Linked DNA regions of Capra hircus: region 1 is linked to region 2. A link is a contact called in public Hi-C data. All regions are on one chromosome and are shown on one strand. Each heading gives the region's core, a stretch centred on a gene start, on an enhancer-like site or on the middle of the called end of the contact. The rest is flanking DNA. Distances are from core to core; before and after follow the strand shown.

Region 1 (4,985 bases), core at 1,419-3,918, 110 kb before region 2:
ACATTCCATGATGTTAACAAGATTCCTGGCAGAAAGCACGACTGGGATCCAAAAACAGAACTGGCGCCGCATCCCAGCAGACGCGGAACGAGGTCAGGGACAGAAGACGTGCCAGATAAAGGGAGGCCTCAGGAGTCCCCCTCCACCCCAGACAGATGGGGCACCTGGGGGAAAGGGGCCCGACAACTGCCAGCAGCCAATCTCTCAGCCCCAAACACAGGCTCTGAACCTACAAGAACCAGGCAGGGGGCTTCCAGAGCCAGGGGCCTTGATGAGAATGTTCTGCTGAGTCTGTGCGATGGGGGTTAGGGGGAGGGGATGTGCCAGGAAGAGAGATCGGAGGGAGGAGGCCCCGCAGGCCCACGGCGCTCCTCTCGCTCTCCACGCAGCTGAGATGAAAAGCATGGGTGTGACACGGCCACCAAAGCCAGCCGAGGATGGGGGAGGCCAGCACACCTGCCCCTCACGGCAGACACTGCCTGGGGGACAGACCCCAGGGCCTGCAGCCCAGGACCACCCACCACCTGCTTCTGTCCAGCCAGCAAGCTGACGTCATGCTTTTTGTTTTTTTTTTTTTTTCATTTTTAAATGGTTAGGGAAAAACGACAAGACTTATTTCAGAATGGGTGAAAATTCTAGAAACCTTCTGTTTGATGTCTATACATCAGGTTTTATGGGCACACGGCCAGGCCTGTGGGGATGCGAATCAACCACAGCTGCAGAGCTGAGAGGTGGTGACAGACAGTCCGGCTCAAGAATGTGAAAATATTTCCTATCTGGCCTTTGCAGAAAAGGCTGGGCGACCCCCAGCATCACTAACAGAGGACTGGGTGTGAGACGCAATGACAGGCATATGGGAAGCAACTCAAAGAACCCCAAACAGGCTCCCAGATTAATCTCCCAGATTACGTGCTGGGCAGAACCACATATACACAGGCTCACGTGCACACAAAGGAGCTCTCCGAGACCTGTCCGCTGCACAGGAGGGTGTGGGCAGCCAGCTCTGGCACGTGCGCATGCTCACACCGTGTGGGAAAGGCATGGGAAGAGAAGCGGGAACCGGTGCCCTGCTGCTCCAGGCAGGCGGGCTGGGGTCAGGGGGGCGCTCGCTCTCCCTGGACCCCATCACAATGTTTGAACTTGCCCGTGTACATGACAGTCTCCAAAAAAACGTGTTTAAGGAGGAATATTAAGGCAGAAAGTCAGCCCTCTTCAGCATCAAGTCTGCGAAGCCCCAGGGAGGTGAGGTGGCTGCAGGTCCCATCATGACACGCTGAGTCCCACCCTGTGTCCACGCCCTCAGGGATCCTGGTGCCCAAAACAGTGCTGGGCTTGGGGAAAGAACGTACAGGTGTCCTTAATAAATAAGGGGCTCAAGGAGCGGATTAATGGGTGCCTCAATGGGCCCCAAGTCCCGGGGCGGGGGTGGGGTGGGTACAGGGCAGCAGCCATGGAAAATGGCTACAGGGCCGGGGGTCACTCACCTTGGCCAGGCCCGCCCGGTGGGCCCCCTGGGACTCGATGTAGGCCACATATTTGTTGAAGTCCTTGAACTCCTCCATGGTTGGGCGGAACGTCATGATCTTACAGCTTGGGTTCTGGGCCCCATGATCCTCAGACCCCATGGCTGCGGCGGGGGGATGGCCACACCTGTGAGGAGACAGAGGACGTCAGCACCACCATCGCCAGCCGGCCCCCTGGCCCCAACGAGGGCCCAAAGCACCCTACCCAAGGACAGAGGCTGTGCAGCTGAATGGGGCCCAGGGGAGCCAGGGCTGCTTCAGCTCCCACACAAAAGACCAAATGACTTCAATTAATTACAAAGAGAGATGACTCGTCCTAAGAGCCGCTGCGATGCTGGAGGCCTGAGCCCCCATTTCAAACAAGGGGCCCTGGAAATAAAAATCTTTTCATATCAGGGCCATGTCCAGATTCACTGACATTGATCATGGAGCTGGAATCCAGGGGCAGCGGCATGGGGCAGACTGGAAAAGGGAGTAAGGTCATATGTGTGTGTGTTTCCTGAACAGGGAAGCCCTCCTCAGGCAGGGCCACCATGGGCAAGGAGGCAAGCAGGCAAGCAGCGCCTGGGTCCCTCCAGCACTGGGCCAGCTGCTGTCAGGGAGCCCAGGCCCCAGAGACCCACGCAAGTGACCCATAGGCTGCACAAGGCAGGACCCGAAACCAGAGAGCAGAGCCCCATCACCCCAGGCTACAGCCAAGCCTGGACCACGTGGTATAGAGGGGGAGAGTCAGTGGGGTGGGAGGACCTCCTCCAGGTGACAAGGCTGCAGGCTAGAGAGGCCCATCCTGTTTTGAGAGTCACAGGGACCAGCAGGGAGGCTGTGGCCCATTCTAGTCAGGGAGACACTTGAGGGATACACAAAGGGGAAGGGTCCCTGTTGGCAGACTAAATTCTCCAAAGAAGAGAAAACCAGACTCGCTCCAGGATGTGGACAAAGTCGGAACCCCAGTGCACGCACACCCAGAACTCGAAGGAAAACTCGCCAAGCTCACACTCCCACAAAGTGAGCAGGGGCGGGGGGATGGGGTGAGAAGGGCAGGACTCCTGCCTGTCTGGAAAGTGGCAGGCGGTGTCCATTCACCAAGTCACAGCCACCAGCTCTCCAAATACACTCCCCACAGTGGGCACTAGAGGGCACCACAGGCCCAGGAACAGCCGCCAAGCCAGGCAGCTCCTTGGAACCAGGCCGGGCCCTGGGCCACCCCACGCTACACTTGGGCGTGCAGGGCAGGGGCGGGGGCGGCAGGCAAGGCCCCGCTGTGAAGGTCACACTCACGGCTGGCAGAACTGGTACAGGCTCTGGGGGTCCTGGCACACACAGGGTCACCACTGCATCACCAAGCAGGGAGCCCACCCTTCCTCAGGGACTACCCCCCATCCCCGCCCCACATTGTTGGTGGGAGATGAGCCCAAGCAGGACACCTGTCTCCCCTCAAGACCAGCCTGTCCTGCGCAGGGTGGGGTGGCCCCAGGGTCCTGCCCACCCAAGCGCCCTCCACTTTCCCATCGAGGGGCGGGGATGCGAGCAGGTGGAGCTTCCTACAGCTGCACCCAGCAAGAGCCCCGGCTTCTCCACCCGCCACCGCCATGCAGGTTCCGCTCAGCAGGGAGGCGAGTGTGAGGTTTTTCCTCTTATTCGTGCCCTTTGCAATGAAGCTTTCAGTAAGTAAATATGAAAAAGAAAATTAAAACAGTGTATAATCCCAATACTCCATAACCCGTGGCACGTTTCTTTAAAGGAGGGCAAATGAAAATCAAACACGTGCTTACTTAAAAAGATAACAAAAGGAATCTGACTGAAATCCAGCCCTGGGCCAACCTTCTGGGAACACAGGGGGACCAAGGACCCCCCATGAGGGAACTCAGAACAGTCCAGAAAGACGGACACACTCTTGACCAGACCATGCTGTGGCAAGACAAGCGGGGTTCTAACGACTCAGTCGTGAACAGACAAGCAGCACAATTAAACAGTGGGCAAAGGACTCGAACAGACATTTTTCCAAAGAGACACAGATGGCCAATAAGCACATGAAAAGATGCTTGAGGCGGTCAGCCACCAGGGAAAAGCGAATGTAAGCCACAGAGATACACCTTGCCCACAGCAGCCAGAGTGAGAAAGCAGGTAATGACAAGGGCAGGCGAGGAGGCGCATAAACAGGAACCCCGACTCCCAGCTGGCCTGCCGCTGGGGAAAACAGCCTGGCAGTTCCCCGAAGTTAAATGTGGCACTGACCGCACAAGTCAGCAATCCTACCACTAAGTACCCACCCAAGAAACATCTGTCCACACAAAAACTTATACACAGATGTCCACAGCAGCACGACTCACAGCAGCCAAAAGTTGGAAGCACCTCGAGTGTCCATCAGCAAATGAAGGTAAACAAACCAAGCCCCTCCAGTCAGCGGCACATCGGGAGTGTGGCTCAGCCACAGAATGAAAGGAAGCCCTGACACCTGCCACAGCGGGATGGAGCAGACCCAGAAGGGCCCCAGAGGCCAAGGTCGGGTTTCTGTAGGGAGCGATGGAAACGTTCCCCAGTCAACTGTGGCAACGGCTGCAGGACTCTGAACACACACGTCAAAATTATATATTTTAAATGGAGGAACTGGCTGGTGGGTGGAGTCAATCTCAATAAAGCTGCTGCTGCTGCTAGGTCGCATCAGTTGTGTCCAACTCTGTGCAACCCCATAGACGGCAGCCCACCAGGCTCCGCTGTCCCTGGGATTCTCCAGGCAAGAACACGAGTGGGTTGCCATTGCCCTCTCCAATGCATGAAAGGGAAAAGTGAAAGTGAAGTCGCTCAGTTCCCCCAGGCCCCCTGCACCCCACCGCCTGGGACAGAGGAGCAGGACCACACGGGACGGGCATTTCCCAGCCGTCCTCGGTGGCTCCTCCTCACCAAGGCACATCTGACAACAGAGGGCACTGAGTCAGGCTGACGGGATCCCCCGCTCTCTAGGTCCCAGTGAGTCCAGCCCGGAGGGGCCCTCCTGCACTAGTACCCCCCCCAGTGGCCTTCAAACTTGCGGACTCGTGGGCTGGGCCGTGGGGGTGCTCTGGCTGCCCCCCATGAAGGCTGCCACCCGACTTGTGCTGCACTGCGGTGACCAGGTAGGGTTCTTCCCCGCCCCTCCCAGGAGCAGAAGGCTCTCTGCATCTGGACCCTGGCCTGGGGTAGGCACCCCCAGGAGCCCGGGACAGTGGAGTATGCTGAGCCTGAGTGCCTCGGGAAGGAGAGGGTGGGTAAGAAACACCCCAAGGGGTGGGCGTCCTACAGCCAGGCACACTCTGTCCATCTGAGACCCAGGATTCAGACAAGAGGTGACTGGCAGGGACGCCGCCTCCCCAGGAGACAGTCTTGTCTTTCTGACCCGGTGGGCCCTGGACTAAAGGTTCCTGAAGCTAATGGCAGATGTTGTCCAGGAACTGGACGTTGGGAACCCGCAACTCTGGGGTTTGA
Region 2 (4,922 bases), core at 523-3,022:
AATTCTGCTCCCTGGAGAAAAGGCATGCTGTCACTTTTTTTTTTTTTTTTTTTTAGCAGAAGCATTTACCTTCTGCCTGGTTCCTGGGGCCATTTGAATTTGAGACCTTGGTTTATAGGCAAAGAAAATAAAGGATTTGGGGGGCTGGTGGTGGGGTGGGGGAATCCCAATGACGCGCCTTCAGGAGGGAGCTGATCCAGGAGTCAGAGAGGGTTGGCCCCTGCACTGTCCCTGGTTCCTGCTTTCTGGGCTTCGGCTTCAATTCAGTTCAGTTCAGTCACTCAGTCGTGTCCGACTCTGCGACCCCATGAATCGCAGCACGCCAGGCCTCCCTGTCCATCACCAACTCCCGGAGTTCACTCAGACTCACGTCCATTGAGTCAGTGATGCCATCCAGCCGTCTCATCCTCTGTCGTCCCCTTCTCCTCCTGCCCCCAATCCCTCCCAGCATCAGAGTCTTTTCCAATGAGTCAACTCTTCGCATGACGTGGCCAAATAACTGGAGTTTCAGCTTTAGCATCATTCCTTCCAAAGAAATCCCAGGGCTGATCTCCTTCAGAGTGGACTGGTTGGATCTCCTTGCAGTCCAAGGGACTCTCAAGAGTCTTCTCCAACACCACAGTTCAAAAGCATCAATTCTTCGGCACTCAGCTTTCTTCACAGTCCAACTCTCACATCCATACATGGCCACTGGACAAACTGTAGCCTTGACTAGACGGACCTTAGTCGGCAAAGTAATGTCTCTGCTTTTGAATATGCTGTCTAGGTTGGTCATGACTTTTCTTCCAAGGAGTAAGCGTCTTTTAATTTCATGGCTTCAATCACCATCTGTAGTGATTTTGGAGCCCCCCAAAATAAAGTCTGACACTTGTTTCCACTGTTTTCCCATCTATTTCCCATGAAGTGATGGAACCGGATGCCATGATCTTCATTTTCTGAATGTTGAGCTTTAAGCCAACTTTTTCACTCTCCACTTTCACTTTCATCAAGAGGCTTTTGAGTTCCTCTTCACTTTCTGCCATAAGGGTGGTGTCATCTGCATATCTGAGGTGATTGATATTTCTCCTGGCAATCTTGATTTCAGCTTGTGCTTCTTCCAGTCCAGCGTTTCTCATGATGTACTCTGCATAGCAGTTAAATAAGCAGGGTGACATTAGACAGCCTTGACGTACTCCTTTTCCTATTTGGAACCAGTCTGTTGTTCCATGTCCAGTTCTAACTGTTGCTTCCTCACCTGCATACAGATTTCTCAAGAGGCAGGTCAGGTGGTCTGGTATTCCCTCGGCTTACTCAGCTGTAAAATGAGGTGATAAAGGGACACCAAGTGTTGTGAGGATTGAGTGGCACGATACAAGTCAGGACAAGTTGCTCACAATGCTAGATGGGGCCGGCTCCATCACCCTTGTTCGGAGGGGTCGGGATGGAGTGGTGGCGCCTGGCAGAAGGAGGCCTCACGCAATGATCTGAGTTCTCACAGCCTCGATTGGGTAAGGAAAGGGGACCCTAGGATCATCTCCCATCGGAGTTCCCAGGGTCCCAGACGGGGAAGGTCTCCTGGGCTGGCTCCGGGGTCGTACGGGTGTTGCCAACTGGGTGTACAGTTGGGAGGGCGCCCTAGTTCAGCCTTTCCTGGACTTCACTTGTGGCTCCAACGTCCCAAGCCGGGCGAGGGGCGTGGCCTGGCGGCAGGCGGCTCCCAACCAGATTGGTCCTCCGACCCGTCACTCCCGGGCGCCCGCCCCCAAATATAAACGCTGGTCTTGGTCCGGCCCAGGACGGTTTTGGAGCTGGCTTTGAAGTAGTGTCGGCTGCGCCCTGGACGTCCCGCTGACCGCGGTGAGAGGCGAGGGGCCCCGATTGAGGTTGGGGCAGGGTCCGCTGAGTCCTGGGGTGCCCTAAGGGAGGTAGGGACAGGGAGGGCCTTCCTGTGGACTCTGCTCGTCTCCGCGGCCTGGAGAGGGGTCAGCCTGGGCTGAGCACTCTTCCCTCCCCAGAGAAATTAAACTTCTGGAACAGGCTTCGACGTTCAGACTTTCTTCTCTCAATATCTAGGACTTTGGCGGGGGGGAGGCGCACGAAAGAACACCCTAGAAGTGGCAGCATGGGGCGGGGGTCCAAGTTCCCCGTCCCAAACCACATCCTCCTGCATTGCTGACGCACTTTGGAGACAAGCCGTAGCCCATTCCGCGTAGAAATTCCCCCCCAACCCCGACCAGAGGAGCAATCCCTCTGCCTAGCAAAGCCCCTTCCTCTCCAAATGGTTTTGCCGCCTGGGGACTTGGCCCCTCCCTTGCCCTCCTTCTGGCACCCCAGCTGACTCTGGGAGGGTCTGGGGCCAATCCCGCCCCCTTTTCCTGGGTGGTGTGGCCAGTGGATTGCACAAAGTGGCGGTGGGAAGGCCTACCCTTTATCTGAGTCCTTGGGACGTTTGTAAAACCAGAGCCAAGTCTTGGGTTCCTTCTCGGGAGAACTCTGGAAGTTGGATCTTAGCATATCCTGGCTGCAGTTGGACGGCTGCGTGACTCCAGTTTCAGCCAGTTCTTGCTCTCACAGCTGAGGCCCGCTGCAGGCAGGTTGCTGACCCCCAAGGACTTTTATGGGGCAGGGGGGTGTGATATCTGCAATGGCCGTCCTTGGTTAAACCGATTCCAGAGGGACTGGATGGACAAAACGGATGGGAGGGAGGACCTGTGTGCCGTCCAGCTGAACTCAGACTCTGGGGAAGATGAGGGGGAGAACAGGAGTCAGGTGATGATCACCCGGGTAGATGTGCCTTCTCTCCCCACTTCCCCTGTGGGGGACCTTTGTACCAAGCAGAAGCTCAATCCTGGCTGGTTTCACCAGTTTCTGTGTGGAAGACAGAGTGGTGTGAAATGGATCCGTTTCCTGAGCGCCTGCTACATGCCAGGTCCCAAGCTAAGTGCGCACGCGCAATCTCTCCTCCAATCCGCAGGGACTCTGTGCTAGGAATGGTTACCTCCCTTTCATAGATGTGGGAAGTGAGGCTCCAAGAACGGGTGTTGCCTTCCTAAGCTCCCACAGCCAGCAAGTTGCAGAGCTGGGATTAGAACCCAGTTTGGACACCAGAACTGGTGCTCTCAAAACATGGGTTTGCCGGGTTCCACTCTTGTGTGTGCACGCTAAGTCGCTTCAGACACGTCCAACTCTTTGTGACCCCGTGGACTGGAGCCTGTCAGGCTCCTCCCTCTATGGGATTCTCCAGGCAGGAATACTGGAGTGGGCTGCCATTTCCTTCTCCAGGGGATCTTCCCGACCCAGGGTTCGAACCCTCCTCTCATGTCTCCTTCCTTGGCAGGCAGGGTCTTTACCCACTTCCCAGGTTCTGAGAAGCCTAGGTTCCAATTCGGGAATGGCAAACACAATGTCTGGAAGAAAATGCTCAGACTCGAGGTCAGGGGTTCACCAGAGGCTTCTAGAATGACCTTTGGGGTCATTCATTGTGAGGGGACTTCTCTGGCGGTCCAGTGGTTAAGACTCTGAGCTTCCACTGCAGGTGGAGCACAGGTTTGATCCCTGGTCAGGGAACATGCCATGTGGTATGACCAAAAAAAAAAAAAAGAAGCACTTGGAGAACCAGCCTTAAGGAAGGTTTAGCCCCATTTTACAGATAAGAGGACTGAGGTTATCAGGTTATGAGATTATCAGTTACGAGGTTATCAGCTTCTTGCCCACTTGCCCAGCATAGGTGGGGCTGGGACTCCTGAAATGTAATCTGACGAGGCTCTAGTTTTTCCACCTGGCCAGGAAAGTGGAGCACCTGCGGCTGCTGTCTTGCCTGCAAATATGTGCATTAGATTCACGCAGGGAACCTCTCTTTTGATTTCCCCACATCCCTGAAACTGACATGATGGACCTGCACTGGGGCCAGGCATGGTCTCTCTAGCTTTTTTTTTCAACGTTATTTTTTTTTTTTGAACAGATAATATTATCTACTTGGCTCACAAGTCAGAGGCTTGCCCCAGCTATAACGATCTTTCTTCCTGTGTCTCTTTAAAGATTTATAAGCAAAAACTTTAGCCCCACTCACACCTTTGGTCTCTTAACAATATCTTGTGTTAGTCGCTCAGTAGTGTCCGACTCTTTTGCGACCCGAAGGACTGTAGCCCGCCAGGCTCCTCTGTCCATGGATTCTCCAGGGAAGAATACTAGAGAGGGTAGCCATTCCCTTTTCCACGGCATCTTCCCAGACATGGGCTGTGTCAATTATGTGTAAGTTTTACAGTCTTCAGCCACTGCCCTGGGCTACCATTGTTATCTATCTTTATTGCCCTTCTTTTCAGCAACACAGGTACACACATCTCTGTCCACGTGGCAGTACCAGTATGAGACTGTCCCCAAAGTGAGGTTTCTGGGTCAAAGGGAAGATGTCTTGAAACCCAGTAGTAACTGGCAACTTGCCAACTCCAGGGGTTTTGCACCATAATCCTGATACAGGTGGGGCTTCCCAGGTGACTCAGCAGTAAAGAATCCACACGCCAATGCAGGAGACTTGATCCCTGCGTGGGGAAGATGCCCTGGAGAAGGAAATGGCAACCTACTCCAGTGTTCTTGCCTGGGAAATCCCACGGACAGAGGAGCCTGGTGGGATACAGTCCACAGGGTCACAAAGAGTTGGACACAACCGAGTGACTAAACGACAACAACTGATACAGGTGAGCCCTTGGAGGGCTGTGCGCAGACCTTGCCCTTGAAGTTGTGGCCCCAAGACCAGCTGCTCGAGCAGCAGCTGGGAGCTTGTTGGAAATGCAGACTTCTGACCTGATGAGTCAGCACCATTTTGAACAGGCTCACAAGGGCATGTAGTTGATCTAGAGGCAGAGTTCTAGGAAACTGGAGGGGTGGGGGAGCCCTGAGGGCAGGGGTGAACCCGGACTTACCCATGGAGGGAAGCGAGAAGCAGG

The links. A called contact is a pair of places that touch in the nucleus more often than the background predicts.
Region 1: a Hi-C map of blood shows a contact between it and region 2, with 4 times the contacts expected there. The contact joins the enhancer-like site here to the promoter of PLIN3 in region 2. A contact is called at or near these places in 2 of 5 Hi-C or Micro-C datasets (both in blood).

What each region holds. Positions count from the first base shown.
Region 1 is chr7:91,365,049-91,370,033 of ARS1.2, reverse strand. It overlaps KDM4B (lysine-specific demethylase 4B), which reads right to left. Exons shown (of 25, transcript XM_018050893.1): 3 at 1,485-1,650. The coding sequence starts at 1,625. Among named protein-coding and RNA genes, the nearest start is that of KDM4B, 34 kb to the right of the region's middle. Within about 2 kb of position 2,668, at least 3 of the 5 cell types and tissues checked have an H3K27ac peak or open chromatin away from gene starts, as enhancers often do.
Region 2 is chr7:91,252,530-91,257,451 of ARS1.2, reverse strand. PLIN3 (perilipin 3) reads left to right here and starts at 1,772. Exons shown (of 8, transcript NM_001285595.1): 1 at 1,772-1,836.